Linked DNA regions of Mus musculus: region 1 is linked to region 2. Evidence: chromatin contacts called from public Hi-C data. All regions are on one chromosome and are shown on one strand. Each heading gives the region's core, a stretch centred on a gene start, on an enhancer-like site or on the middle of the called end of the contact. The rest is flanking DNA. Distances are from core to core; before and after follow the strand shown.

Evidence for each region. A called contact is a pair of places that touch in the nucleus more often than the background predicts.
Region 1: a contact with region 2 is called in a Hi-C map of muscle stem cells, with 4 times the contacts expected there. The contact joins two enhancer-like sites. A contact is called at or near these places in 1 of 15 datasets of contacts at CTCF or cohesin (the NIH/3T3 cell line), 2 of 484 Hi-C or Micro-C datasets (muscle stem cells and uterus) and 1 of 115 datasets of contacts at active chromatin or transcription factors (embryonic fibroblasts).

Annotation. Positions count from the first base shown.
Region 1 is chr1:45,625,384-45,628,170 of GRCm38.p6, forward strand. No RefSeq gene overlaps it. Among named protein-coding and RNA genes, the nearest start is that of Gm23216, 59 kb to the right of the region's middle. Within about 2 kb of position 1,473, at least 57 of the 459 cell types and tissues checked have an H3K27ac peak or open chromatin away from gene starts, as enhancers often do. A contact at or near this core is called in the NIH/3T3 cell line, embryonic fibroblasts, muscle stem cells and 1 more, where this site is marked.
Region 2 is chr1:45,354,482-45,357,724 of GRCm38.p6, forward strand. No RefSeq gene overlaps it. Among named protein-coding and RNA genes, the nearest start is that of Col3a1, 45 kb to the left of the region's middle. Within about 2 kb of position 1,645, at least 53 of the 459 cell types and tissues checked have an H3K27ac peak or open chromatin away from gene starts, as enhancers often do. A contact at or near this core is called in the NIH/3T3 cell line, embryonic fibroblasts, muscle stem cells and 1 more, where this site is marked.

The DNA.
Region 1 (2,787 bases), core at 223-2,722, 270 kb after region 2:
ATAAAAAATTGGAAAAAAATGCTCAATACATAGTGAGAAACTACCTGCTTCAGTCAAAAATATCATTATTCTAGTACTACAAAACATATTTTTATATAACAATATTTTCCATGCTACTAGTTTTCTCTACCCAAATATCTTATTAAATATAATTTGACATGTAGAGTTTTTTTCAAAGCATAGTAAGTTATCACTTGTAGGACCAGTAAAGACCTTTAATTCTCTTTGTTTAATTCCCCAGCCTTTTGTTTCTAAGGCAACAAACAATAGTCAGCTCTTAAAAGCCTAAAGAGCAAGGTAAGTTATGCTAGGATAACACAAACTTCCTATGGTCTTATTTAAGAAGGAATGTATTTTTCTGTCAATTGTTGTTCATCATTGTAAGCATCTGTCTGCTTAGATAGGCTGCACGATGCGCAAATGTCCTATTCCCCAAAGCCTGGGGGGAGGGGGGAAGTTAGCTCTACTTTACCTAACAAAGTCCTTAAAAACTCTTTCCAGCTTGTAATTTCAGAGTCTGTCCCTCAATAGAAAGCTAAGACAAACGGAACCATCTATAGGGCTTCCCTCTACTCCCATACTCTTTCATTTGATGCTCAAAACAAAAAATATCATGTGATAGACAAGTCAGAAAACACTATAATTTTTTTAGAGAGAAAACTTGAACTTGAGCTGAAATAACTGATTTTCAGGAGGTCACATACCGCAACAACTGCCACAGCGGAACTGCCAAGATCCTGAGTCATTTATTCCATGTCTCCCCACAAAGCACTCTGCTGCTGATCAAGAACGTGTCTGAGACATAGCTTCTGGGTTACGGGTAAAGTGGAATGCTAAAGTGAAGGGAGCAGAGATTTTAGATGTGTGTCAACAAGGAGATGACTTTTATCAGTTGTTTCTTTTTTTTTAATAATTTCTCAGTCCTCTATAGCATTTACACATATTTCTCATGTGAACGTGAGAATCTCCATGAAGTAAACGAGTGATCAGCTCATTAGTGTATGCTCCACCTCCTTTCGTTGTCTCAGGGAACACACTTGAAGCCTCCTCAATCGTAATGTCCCATTTGTCTTGTATTTCTGACACTACCCTATCTGATAGGGCAGTACTTGTTTTGAATGAAGTACCTAGATACTTTGGGTGTCTAAAGGTGCTTCCACAGAAACAAATGGTAACAAATAAAGGAATGGATACAAAAGAAAACAGTAGACTGCATGGGCTTGCCTTCACAGTAAGCAAATTGTAGCTGAGTAACTTGTATTCTAACTGCCCAATTTTCTGAAGGTATTTCTGCCAGATACTAGATCACCAGGGCTTCATTTTAAAAGCCCAAACAACACATTCAAATTTGAAACTATAGATCTCATTTATTTCCAGTTCTTCAGCTGGCAAATATGTAAAGCACTCAAGTAGTAAAGATGAAGAAATAACTTAGAGTGGATGGAAAATGTTAGGAAAGCACAGGCTAGACAATTCTATGAGTCACTTCTGAGATAGCTAATGGAATAGAGATTCCAGTCCACTCATTAAAGTGTGGGTTGAAACGTTGCTTTATTTTTCAAGAATTTCCATGGGAGGCACTTGGAGAGAAAAACAGGAGGTAGTCATACTAAACTGCAGCCAGGAAAGGACCTTTGAGAGCAGTGAGATACTGGCACAAACAAGATACTCCACAGCACAGATAGAGTTCCAGGATTCAGCGATTTTAGAAGGCTTTATGGCACTCATTCAACAGTAAAATGCAGTCTGCAAAAACTTACTTTAAGTGAATAAATGTTTCTTATAAGTAACTTTGTATTTTCTTCCAAGTTCAAAAATAAAACACAGAGATTGTTTAAAATTTAAAATATTAGAAATGTTTTATTTCTTGCAAAGAAAAAAATTATTCTAAAACACAAAATAGTTTTAGACTTACAATTTTCTTTGTAAGAATTATTAGCTATTATGTCTAAAAATGAACACAGACAAGATAAACTTTTAAAAGAATGTTTACCTATCAGATATTAAGTTAGGATAATACCAAGATACCTATATTTGTTTCGTGGGAAAACATGTCTTATACTCTCTAAGCAATCTTCTCCAGTTAGACAAGTGTGAACTTCATTTGACAAGGACACATGGTACAAAGAAGACCATACAAATCCTGGTACTTTCATACACTGAAGTTGCAAACCCTCTAGAAAGACAAGAAAAGAAAAACATCTGATGCTGGAGATTATGGGATAGATATATACACACATACAAGCAATCCACATTGAAGTTCAGTCATACATGTATAGAACCTGCAGAAATGCAGAAAGCATTCTGTTAGACCTTCATAGTTGTCAAATTGGCATCTTTTACTCATCTCACTGCAAACTGTTTGAAATTGTGGGGATTGTTGGGTCACTTTATTTCAAAAAATATTTTCCTTCAGCTTTGTAAATTAACAACAAATTCACTAACTTCAGTTTTGCTATTTGGATTTTAAACTTACTCACCTAAGAATTTCTCAAATACTTTGAGGACTGTGAACATAGGGATATATTTCACCCTTTATGAATCCAAACTATTTAATAATTTCCAACTTTGGGTATCACATGCCCCAAGAGAACTCTGGGAACTTCAACAAAATCCAAGAACATCTTTGTGGAGAGAAAGATCAGAAAGGAAAGGTTGCCCCCTGCTGTTTATGAAGTGACAAGTGCCCAGCGGGACTTGACCTGGATACATGAGTCATGAACATACAGAAAGAGGCTGAGTGCTTCCCTTCCGTGCTTTCAGTGCAGCATGTGGTAACATACTGAT
Region 2 (3,243 bases), core at 395-2,894:
ATTATCCTTTGGAAAGTAAAATGTCTTCAGGGGAACTCTAAAACCTGTTTTTCTTTTATTTAATTTTATTTTTTTACATGGTATTGGGTGGCATTTTTTCCTTGATGAATAAATCTGTCAAACAAATATAAGAATGCACCTCAAATGACTTATATTGAGTACAATGAAAATAGTTCCTGAGAAGTACATGTATATTTGACTGTATGCAGACCATGAAGGCTGCTGAGTCGCCTGAGTTATGGATAATAAGACCAAAAACTGAGGCTCAGCTGTCTATACCGTAAGAACTTTCCACAAAGGGGAGGAATTACAATGGAAAAGAGACCTGCATCCATGTCTGATTTGACAGGAAAAAATAAAAGGATAGCGGGATGAAATGGAGATGTTTGCTTGTTGTTCCTCATAGTTGGCAAGGAAAAAGAAGACCTATGAGATATGTGCTTCCTCTAATTTAAAACCTTGAAACCTAGGCCAATAGTGGGAAGAGAGGAATGTAGACAGCCTTTAAGACTCCACTAAGTTCTGCACTTTAATACAAAAGAAATGGAAATCATAGTTGAAAAGACACACAGAAACCTAACCTATGCCCCCAGCATAAGAAATATCTGATAATTACAAACGAATCAGCATGCATAGTGCTTGACTTTTAAACAAGGAATAACACAAGTCCTCACAGCCTGGCTCATGGGACTGTGACTCGTGGAGGGAGATAGGATCAGTCTGCTTGCTCTTTAAGTGTGTGCTATGACTTCACATTCCTCTTTGAAGCAAAGGCTGCATAACCTGAGATGAAACTAGGGAAGTCAGTCTCTGATGAATGGACTCATAGAAGCCAGCAGGGACACTTGCTTGTCATCTGAGATCTTTATGAATATCAGAACCTGGGATACAATAGAGGAAAGACATAGATTATTGAGGAGATAGGTCATGCCAGATGCAACAATGTTTTACAGTCCAGTGAGCTAAATAAGACTAGAGACTTAAAAAAAACTTGATCCAGGTGGACCTCTGGACCAGAATGTGGCTTTAAAGGCTTTTTTAGGCCCCATAATAAGATGTGATCTTTATGAGTAGAAGAGGCTCTGTGTTCTAAATGATTTAGCTTAGCATGTAAATTTGGTTCTTGGCATAATTCATAGCAAAATTATAGTTATAAAGTTGCAACGAAATTATTTTATGGTTGGGGGACACCACAACATGAAGAGCTGTGTTAAAGTGTCATTGACATTAGAAAGGTTGAGAACCACTGACTTGGAAGGCGATTTGACCTAAGCTCATCTTTTAATATCACACACTGGGGATTCAGAATGAGTTTCAAAGGGAACAAAGCATAAAAACAGCAATATTTATGATGGAAGAAAGACAAAGGACAATTTACAGGAAAAGATGTCACAACCCTCAGAGCAAGGAATGCAGCACATTTCTTCAAGGACTTATTCTGAGAAAGAGTCAAAAAGCATAGAGACATATGCTGTGAAATAGGATGAACAAGAGAATAGTCAACTGAAGTCATGTCTTCAACAGCCATGTGGGCGAGGTCTCCTTAAAAGAAACATTAAGTGCAAAGTTGCTCCACTCTAGGCTTTCTCACAGCCTCCTACGTGGCACTTAGACACGAAAGTGATTCATTTGGAAGGGTGGCTGAACATGATGAAATGTGTGACTAATTGGAGAATAGTAGGTCAAGGGGTAGCTAAGAACATGTGGAAAGTATCCTTGTACAGATGGCCGATGAAATCAGCTGTCTCAAAAACAATGACCTCAGAGAACAGAACATACAGTTATGGGGCAAGATACTTATGAAAGGATAATGTGGGCAAAGCTGGGTTGAGACTTCAGAGTTTAACTTAAAAATAGGAAGATTTAATTTTGAAAACTGACAGAGGCTATAGGGACAAAAAGGAAATGAAACAGGAGGCAGATACCATTGCTGTTATGATAAAACAAATGAGTCTGGTTTTCAAATTTTCTCTTGAATTTGCTTTCACTAGAGCCAGAAAAGTCTCTCTGAAGTCAAGACCATAGCTGTTCTTCAGAGCCTTCCAGGGTCAACATCACACAAAGAAACCTGTAAGAGGACTCACAGTGCTCTGGACCTCTGGATTCTCTTGACCCTTAGAGCTTCAATTCTGAATACAGATGTTTCCAATTCACGTTACATTTTTTTTCCACATTAAACTAACAATTGTAGTCATTCTGAATCTCCAACTGCCTTTCTTTATAAGTGAGAAAATTGTTCACATTACCACCCACAGTCCTGTCTTCCTCTACTTGAGTCTCCATTTAATTTTTTAACGTTTATTGGTTATTTTGTTCACATTTCAAATGTTACCCCCTTCCCACTTTCCCCTCCACAAGCTCCCATCCTCTTCCCCCTCCTCCCTGCCTCTATGAGGGTGCTTCCCACTCCCCTCACCCACCCACTCCTGCCTCAGCGTCCTATCATTCCCCTACCCTGGGTAGTGGAGCCTCCAAAGAACCAAGGGGCTCCCCTCCCAGTGATGCCTGCTAAGGCAATCCTCTGGTACATATCTAGCTGGAGCCATAGATCCTCCCATGTGTACTCTTTGGTTGGTAGTTTAGTCCCTGGGAGCTTTGCAGGAACTGGTTGGTTGATATTGTTGATCTTCCTATAGGGTCACAAACCACTTCAGCTCCTACAGTCCTTGCCCTAACTTCTCCATTGGGGTTCTGCACTGCATACATATATGTTTGACTGCATACATCCACATCTGTGTTAGTCAGTCTCTGGCAGAGCCTCTCGGGGACAGCTATACCAGTCTCCTGTCAGTAAGCACTTATTGGCATCAGCAGTAGTGTCTGGGTTTGGTGCCAGCAGATGGGATGGATCCCTAGGTGGGGCAGTCTCTGGATGGCCTTTCCTTTAGGTTCTACTTCACTCCCTGGATTTCCTTTTGACAGGAGGAATTCATATTAATATTTTTGAGGTAGGTAGGTGGCCCATTCCTCAACTGGGAGCTGTGCCTACCCATTAGATATGGTCTCTACAGGTTCTCTCTCCACTTTGTTGGGTATTTCAGCTAATGTCTTCCTGTTGGGTCCTGGGAACCTCTTGGGTCCCTGGCATCTGAGACTTTCTAGTGGCTAACCAGAGTTTCCCCACTGCTACACACCTACTTTGAAATTCCTGACCTTCTGTACTACTCCTATATTTCCTCACATACCTGAACTGCTCCCTCACTTATTAGTGAGTACTATGAGCATAGTGAAGCAGGTGTCCTT